Linked DNA regions of Macaca mulatta: region 2 is linked to region 1. The links are chromatin contacts, called in public Hi-C maps. All regions are on one chromosome and are shown on one strand. The core of a region is the stretch at or near the end of the contact, and the rest is flanking DNA. Distances in the headings are between cores, read along the strand shown.

What was found. Hi-C and Micro-C count contacts between places; a contact is called where the count stands out from the background.
Region 2: a Hi-C map of blood shows a contact between it and region 1, with 2.5 times the contacts expected there. The contact joins the promoter of RNF214 here to the promoter of SIDT2 in region 1. A contact is called at or near these places in 3 of 14 Hi-C or Micro-C datasets (blood, cortical neurons and liver).

What each region holds. Positions count from the first base shown.
Region 1 is chr14:117,853,848-117,857,806 of T2T-MMU8v2.0, reverse strand. SIDT2 (SID1 transmembrane family member 2) reads right to left here and starts at 2,548. Exons shown (of 26, transcript XM_028834017.2): 1 at 1,844-2,548. The coding sequence starts at 2,026.
Region 2 is chr14:117,907,648-117,911,893 of T2T-MMU8v2.0, reverse strand. It overlaps RNF214 (ring finger protein 214), which reads right to left and starts at 2,163. Exons shown (of 15, transcript XM_015115777.3): 1 at 1,572-2,163; 2 at 1-45. The coding sequence starts at 1,907. PCSK7 (proprotein convertase subtilisin/kexin type 7) reads left to right here and starts at 2,195. Exons shown (of 15, transcript XR_013404314.1): 1 at 2,195-2,268.

The DNA of each region.
Region 1 (3,959 bases), core at 1,299-3,798:
CAGGTTGCAAGAATTCTCCCAATCTCAGCTGTCTGGGGTCTAGACTTCCCACACTAGCTGTGTCTGTTTAAACTCAGGGACTCACAGCTGGGGAAGAAACCAGGAAAGACCTGTGCTGAGCACAGCTCCTGGCCGGCAGACATGTGCTGGGCAGCAGGACCCAAGCAACTGCAGGGTCTCGCCCTCTGCCAGGAAACAGGGAGTCTCCAGGATACCCCATTTCTATCCATGTGCATAGGATGCACAGGCCTGCACACACACACGTGTACACACCCCCAAACACACATGAAGACACAGGAGAGCAAGAAGTGCTCCTCAACCTTCCTTGTGAGCCAGGAAGCCAGCAGGAAGCTCTAGTTAACAACTAACCTGGGGCCAGAGCCCAGAGGAGGGGTAGGTATTGAAGGCCATGTTGTATCCTTAGCTCCCACCAAGGGACAGGGCTGTGGAGAAATCACTTTACTTCTCTAAGCCTCAACTTCTCCCTCTATAAGATGACAGCCAGGTGCGGTGGCTCACGCCTGTAGCACTTTGGGAGGCCCAGGCAGGAGGATCACCTGAGGTCAGGAGTTCGAGACCAGCTTAGCCAACATGGTGAAGCCCCATCTCTATTAAAAATATAAAAATTAGCTGGGTGTGGTGGCAGGCACCTGTAATCTCAACTATGTGGGAGGCTGAGGCAGGAGAATCACTTGAACCCAGAAGGTGGAGGTTGCAGTGAGCTGAGATCACACCACTGTACTTCAGCCTGGGCAACAGAGTGTGAGACTGGTCTCAAAAATAAAAATAAAAACAAAAAAGATAAAGTGATCTTCACCCTTGGAGCTATGAAGGAGCATATATAAACAACGGGAGCTTAAAGGAAAAATAAAACTAAATCCATCTTTGAATGCTTGTTATTGGGCTGCTGAAACCCAAGCCCTAGGGCAGCATTTCCCAAGAGAGTAAAAACCACTGCTCTCCAGTGCCTTTAGATATGGGAAAAAAGGAAGAAAAGACTCTAAGCAGAAAGAGATCAAACTTCAGAGAATCAGGCGCTGGGGGCACATCCTGGCCTGCCATAGAAATCAAACCACTCCCTGTTCTGAAAAAAAAATCAGTTTCCCCATTCTCAAGAGAGCAAGAGACCCGGGCACAAGACCACACAGCCAGGTTGCAAGAATTCTCCCAATCTCAGCTGGGGTCTAGACTTCCCACACTAGCTGTGTCTATTTCAACTCAGGGACTCACAGCTAGAGAAGAAACCAAAGAGAAGTCAGGGTGAAGTGGATTTTTCACAGTGGACAAATTCCCCTTCTCTTCCCACCCAACTTACAGTTGGCCTTATAAAAGCTCTGTCACCCTCAATTTACAAGGCCAGCTGGCTCTCCCAGGCAGGAAGAGGGCTGGGAAGCCCTGCATTCATCTCCCTGGGGAGTTTCAGATGTAATTTGCCTGCACAGAGCTTTTCAGTTCTGGGTGTCTCATTCCCTTGAGGTTTTCTGGGTAAGCCCAGTAATAAGCCTGTTTCCTCTCCCACCCAGACCCCACAGAGCTGTCAGATTCTGGGGTTTAGGGTAGAGAGCAAACCATGTGTGCTCAGACCACAACTGATGGAAGAATGGGGGTGGAAGAGAAGATGGGAATGAGCCAACTTCAAAAACTGCCCAGCTGGAGCTTCAGAGAAACACTGGTGGCAAAGGAAGGAGGACTGGTCAAGAGGCTCCAGTGTGGTTCTGGGAACTGGGAACCCAGCAGGGCGGCTCGTTCATGGGGCCTCCCAAAAGAGTAGCGGGGTGACACAATCTCCTAGCCCTCGTCGGCTCCCCCACTCGCCTCTGACCTCCCAGCCCCCAGCCCTCACCCGGTTGCGGGTCACAGTATGGTTGAAGGTGTAGATGTTGACCAGCTCGCTGTTGACCTCGTCCACGTAGGTGCGCTCAAACTCGGCGTCTTTCTGCGAGACGTTCTTGGGCCCCAGAACCCCCAGATAGCTCTCGACCGAGGCCACCAAGAACACCAAGAAGGGCAAGCCCAGAGCGAACATGGCCCCGGCAGGGCGGCAGTGGCAGCGGTGGTGGCGGCGGCGAAGGCGACAGGCGACAGGACACCTCCGGGACGGGTTGCGGCTGCGGCCGCAGCTTCCAGCATCTCACCAGGACCAGAACTTTAACCCTGGCCTGAGATTAGGAAATGTCCCCTCCCAAGAGCCGCGGAGAGGCTCCCAGGGTCCCCGCAGGGGAGGGGGCGGCCGGGAGGGGGCGGGGAGGGAGGGGATGCGGGCTATGGGCAGGGGTCCCAGCTCGCGAGGGGGCTGAGTACGGCCTGAGACCTTGGAGCCCCGGGCCAGGGCCGTGAGGAGGAGGACGGCTGGTTGCCGGGAGCCCGGAGACGCCGGGAAAAGGGAGGGAGGAAGAGCAGGCGGCGGGGGCTGGCCGCTGAGGGAGGCGAGTCGCGGGGTGAGGGGCGCGATAGGTGGTAGCGACCCGACGCCGTGCTGGGCTGCGAGTTTTCCGAGGTGAGGGCCCTTTAAGGGCGGGCGGACGCGCCGCCCCGACGCACAAACACTGGAAAGTGAGCTGCGCCGCTGGGCGATAAACAGCAGGGCTGCTGGCCCGCCCGCTGACGTCAGGGGAAACTGACACAGATTTAAAGGACCAGGTCCCGCATTTGTCCTTAAAGGGGCTGCAGCTGTCTAGCTGGAGGGGAAAGCCTGCAATGCCTTCTACAACTCCTACCCAGCTCTCTCCCGTTATTCTCACCATCTCTGAAACTCATGTTGGAATAGGCAGATGTTTCTGTTAAGGATCTCCAAGTGTTGGGTTCTTGTTGAACAACTCCTACCTTTGCTCAAACATAAGGATTCCCCCCTCCCCGCGCCGCACCACCTTTACAACTAACATCGTCCATCCCTGGGCCATTGTTTCTCCAGGGATCTTAAAAAATGAACTCAAAGGATTAGGAAACAGGACGGTAGCCCTACCGGCGGAGGGGAAACGGAGGCAGCACTGCAAGAGGAATCCCCATGCCTCTCCCACCTCCCTCTGGAGGGGCCACACAGCTGCAGGGACGGCCTTCCGAGCTTCCCAAGCTTGCTGGGCTGGGGCTGTTTCCCCTCTTCTCTCAGGGGCAGTTACAAAGCTCATTGAAAGATACTGACCTTCAGTGTAAAATGGTGAAAACTTTTCTACAAAATATTTTGGCACTGTTTCAAGAAACTTAGAGAGCTTTATACCCTTTGATCCAGTAATTCCACTTCTGGACTCTATCCTAAGGAAATAGGAAGCACAGATAAAAATACGTGGGCAGCTACGCTTATCACTGTGATATTTATAATATAAAGCAAAAAGGAAACAACTTGGAATCCATAACGAGGGATTGGTTAAATGCACTATCATGAAGGCATCAAAAATGATGCTTAAGACTTCAAAGGACATGTAAGCAGAGAATTCAGATATGACACTAAATAGTATATAGGGCCAGGTGCCGTGGCTCATGCGTGTAATCCCAACACTTTGGGAGGCCAAGACGAGTAGATCACTTGAGGTCAGGAGTTCAAGACCAGCCATGGTCAACATGGTGACCCCTATCTCTACTATAAAAATACAAAATTAGCGGGGCGTGGTGGCGCGTGCCTGTAATCCCAGCTACTGGGGCGGCTGAGGCAGGAGAATCACTTAACTCTAGGAGGCAGAGGTTGCAGTGAGCTGAGATTGTGCCACTGCACTCCAGCCTTGGCTGCGACAGAGAGACTCCGTCTCAAAAATAAATAAAAGAGTATATGTTCCAAATACATATAGACATGCATAGAAAAATAGAAAAAAAAAATTGTACTAAAAATTTATCAATGTCTCCAGAAAGCAGGGCAAAATTTAAAAATAAAATTTAGCAAGTTACCTTTGAACTACAATTTAAAAAATAACATATTGTATATCATTTTCCTTTAACTCTAAAAATATAGAATAGTACCAAAAAATAAA
Region 2 (4,246 bases), core at 914-3,413, 54 kb before region 1:
GGCATTGGCCACAACACCAGCAACCTCAGACGCTGCCATTATGCTCTGTACATTCAGAAACAAATTACAGGCTACAAGTTTCCAAAGTTTAAAACAAATGTATCTCTCCCCCCTCAGAATGTCCACACAACAGAGCTGTTGCAGTAAAGAAATACAAAAACCTGGGCTCCGGGAGAAAATACTTAAGAGTATTAAAAGAGACATTGTATACAAAGTCCTAGCGGGCAACAATCCTCAAGAGTCACTGTATTTACATAAATATCTCGGAGTCTGTGCAAAGATCTTAATTTTCACTTTTGGCAGAAATGTAGTCATTTCAAACAATAGAACTTAGTCTGCCAGGATCTTCCAAGTGGTCCCAAGCCTACCTTGTCTACTATCATTTATAATAAAAGATGTACTTTTCGGACTAGTATCAATCAGATCTCATGTTTTTAAATCACTTTATGGCTGTTACATTCAAAGCATTCTCCACTAATTTAAGTGAAGTTTTTGGAGGCACTTGCCTGTAAGCGAACAAGTAATGCAATACTGGGCAATCCAGGGTGCATCTTTTACTGTCAGTGTGCTCCCCACAGATGGGAAAGGCCTGATACCCACTATCAGAGAAAAGTACAGACTCTTCAGAGTGACTAGTGGTGCAAAAAAGAATCCTGGGTTCTCTAGCTTGAAAATGACAAGGTGAAAAACATGGTAACATAAGTAAGGGAACTGGGACGGATGCCTTTTTTAAAAATCAAAAGGTCATCTTCTATGCTGCAGAGCAAACTTATGACCTTATGAGGAGAAAAGAAAATCAAAATACTTGGGAGGTGGGGGTGAACGTAGGGTTAGTTTGCATTCTTGCTTTTATTTTAACAGCATCACAGGTATTGCCCCCGGAACACTGAAGAGCGCGCGGGGTAGACAGGCAGATGGGGCTGTGTCAACACCTCAGTCACAGCCCACAGACCCTGTGCCTCTGTTTCCCTCATTATACAAAGCTCCTGGGAGAAAATGGGCCCCAAATCGCCACTGCTGCTCCCTCAGGTGCAAACATCCCGTCCCCAAGGAGCCCAGGGCTGGGGGGTCCTCTGCGCCCGGTGAACGAAACCCCAGGATAAGGGTCATGCATGCAACTCCGCGGCTAGAGAGCCCGTGGCGCGGGTCGGAACAGCTGGCTGGAGGGTCGAGTGTACCAAAAAGAACTCCGCAACCCGGGGCGACCACCAGCGAAGCGGAGGCGCCGGAGCCACGGGTCCTCGGGCGAGAACAGGGGACAGACGGGAAGAGGACAATGGGGGGAAACGGCGCTGGGTGGCCTTGGCCACCCTCCACAGGGGGCTGCTAGGCTGGCCGCTGCCTCGGACCAGCCCCCCTCCACCCCTTTCCCTTGGCCCCCCCACCCCACTGCCAGCCCCCCCGTCCCACTTCTAGGCCGGGACCCCCGCCTCGGTTCTCACAGCACCCTCCACGCCCCCCACCCGGCCCCCCTCCCCGGCCCTCGCCCCGCAACCCCCACCCACGCTCGCCCCTCACACACCTCCCGCGCCGCGCCCCCGGGAAGAAAGTGGGGGAGGGACGGGACGCACCTGAGCGGGCGGAGCGGGGGGAGGGGGCGGCCGAGCCACGGGGGGAGGGGTCGAGCGCCGGCCCGCGCGCGGCACCTCCCACTTCCGGCGGCACGAGCGGAGGGGGCGAGCCTCCGGCCGCGAGAGGAGAGGCCGCGGTAGCGCCGCGCCGCCCCCGACAGCGCCCTCTGGCGGCGAGAGCTGGCGCCGCCGGGGCACGGGGATGCTGCAGGAGACCCCTGAGATACAGGTGGACTCCCGGGGCGCAGGGAAGAAGGGAGAGCCGACTGCGAGAAGGAAGGCGACCTGGCGGGGCAGGATCCCCTCTGGAAAGATTACAGGGACAGTCGGGGCCATGGCGGTCAGAGGGAGAAAAGCAACTAGGGGATTTTAAAGGTCGGAACAGAAATGCCCTTTACAGAGGACGCCATGAAGGAGAACCTTCTGAAGAGGGACTATGTGGAAGATGCCCCGAGGACTCGGGGAGGCGGAGCCCGCGGGTTCGGCCCCCAGCGCCCGCACGGCCCCTGCCTGCGGAGGCCGCCCGCTGGAGCCGGACCCCGGGCGCCGGTTGCTGGGGCCCGTGGGGTCGCTGGGCCGCAGGCGCCGCGCTGATTGGCTGCGCCGCGGGCGGAAGTGATGCTGCTGTCACTGCTCCTCCGGCTCCCGGGAAGCCGCGAGTTTCCGCAGGGAGGCGGCGGCAGCTGCGGCCGGGCCGGTGAGTTGGGAACTAGGTGTGGGGCTGGACCTGGGAAGTCAGGGGGGCCCAGAAGTGGGGGGAACCGGCGTCTGAGGATGAGGGAGCTGCACAGAGGGTGCCTGAGGTCCTGACGTGGGGGACCCCAGGAAGATGGGGCCCCAGGGTCCAGGATTCCAGGATAATGTGGGTGCTAATGAGGAGAGGGGGCACATTGCACGAAGCGATCGAGGCCGATGGAGGGGGAATCGGGAAACTGATCCTGTACCCAAGCTGGCTTCTAGGAGCCGGGTGTAGAACAGCGAGGACAGTCACTTGGGAGCAGGATCTTGGACTCTGGGCTGCCCATTCTCTTCTTCCTTGTCAACTAAGAGCTGTAAAGAGAGGCCTAGCCCTTGGGAGAGGTTGAGACCTGCTTTCAGAGGGCATTTAAGGTTCCTTTCCCGGAAGCCTGGGGGATAAAAATGCTGCTCTGCCACTGGGAGACAGAAGGAGCTCATGCTTCTCTTTCTTCCGGACATCTGTGGTGGGATCCTCTGAGTCTGAAGGAGCCTGCCTAGAGGGGCCACTGTCTGGCTAACAAGGGTTTTGTTTGTTTGTTTGTTTGTTTACTTAGTAGAGTTTGCAGACACCTAAATATCTTGGGAGAATTGAGGCTCCCGGGGCAGGGAGGGATTGAGAGGGAATACACCTGGAAACCTAAGAGAAAAAGAGAGGAAGAAATATAGTATGAAGATTTTTAGAGGGAAAGGAGAGGTGGCATAAGTTCTCCTTTCCCTTTCCAGGAAGTCTTTCAGTAAAATTCCCATTTTTCTGGAATGCTTTGACGTAGAGCTGCTTGGGTGTGTGTCTGAGTACTAAGCCCTGCCCCAGGGTGGACTCAGTGGAGAACAAAGGCTTTTGAAGAAGCCTAGCCACCGTAGGTACACACACGTCTTGTCACCCCATTTGTCTGTCCCCCAGTTCTTACTTGGCTCTTTTTTCCTTTGAGGGCTCCTAAGACCAATTCCCTGGTTCTGTCAAACCCAGGCAATTGGAGGTCCAGTCTGGAGCCTGAGTCCTCTCCTTGAAGCCAGCCTCCTGAGCTCAGCACAGGGGTAGCTGCTTAGTGAGGTTCCCTCGTCATTCCTTCTCTCCTGGTTGCCTGCTTGTCCTTGGTGCCTGTTCTGTTTTGTTTGCACTCTCTGGCTTCCCCCTGTTTCGCCCCGGCCTCCTCCCTCCTTTCACTTTCCCTGATATCCTTCTGAGGTAGACAAATCAGGAAGTTCACTACCACCTGGACTTCTAGGACGTTATTACCTACTCTTTCGGGAGGCATTTTGGTAACAGTTTTTTGCTAGGCCTCTAGGGAAAAAAATGAAAAGAGGGTGGCATGATAGCACAGGAAGTGGGGTTTCTGGGTGTTATACTGATTTGGCCTCACCGTACCAGTTCTGCGCCAGTCTATGACCAGTTTTAGATCTTTGAAAATGACAACTAAGTTTCTCTGGTCCCTGGTCCTGGAGTTGATCTAACCTTTGCTGGTCGCACTGGGATTGGTGGGACGCTGTTTCTTCTGTTCTTGGGCCCCACAGGTCTGTAGCCTTTGCTGAGTCAACACTACTCACAGTGAAAGTGATGCCTTTTCTCCATTTGCACAACATGAGTGTGGCGTGGTTAGCCAGACCAGGAGCTCAACCTCATGTAGAGTCCAGGTGGGCACGGGGCCCTGTTATGGGGAATTAGCCTTGAGGACAACTGGACTGAGGAGGCAGCTAGGGAAAGATTTATGTCCCCTCTAAATGTAGGGGTGAGGAGGTTGTCTGTCCTAAAGAACAGTCACGAATGCAGCCAGTAGTTTGTGGGAGCGATGTGTGCTTTGAGCCCCGTGGGTGGCAACAGGGGACGGGTGCAGTGCCTGTGGGCAACCGGACCTCCTGCTGGATTAGCTGGTGTCGTGAGGATTGGCTGTCTTGCTGTGGGAGGCCATCCGCTGGCGTTAGTGCTGGTCCACACTCCA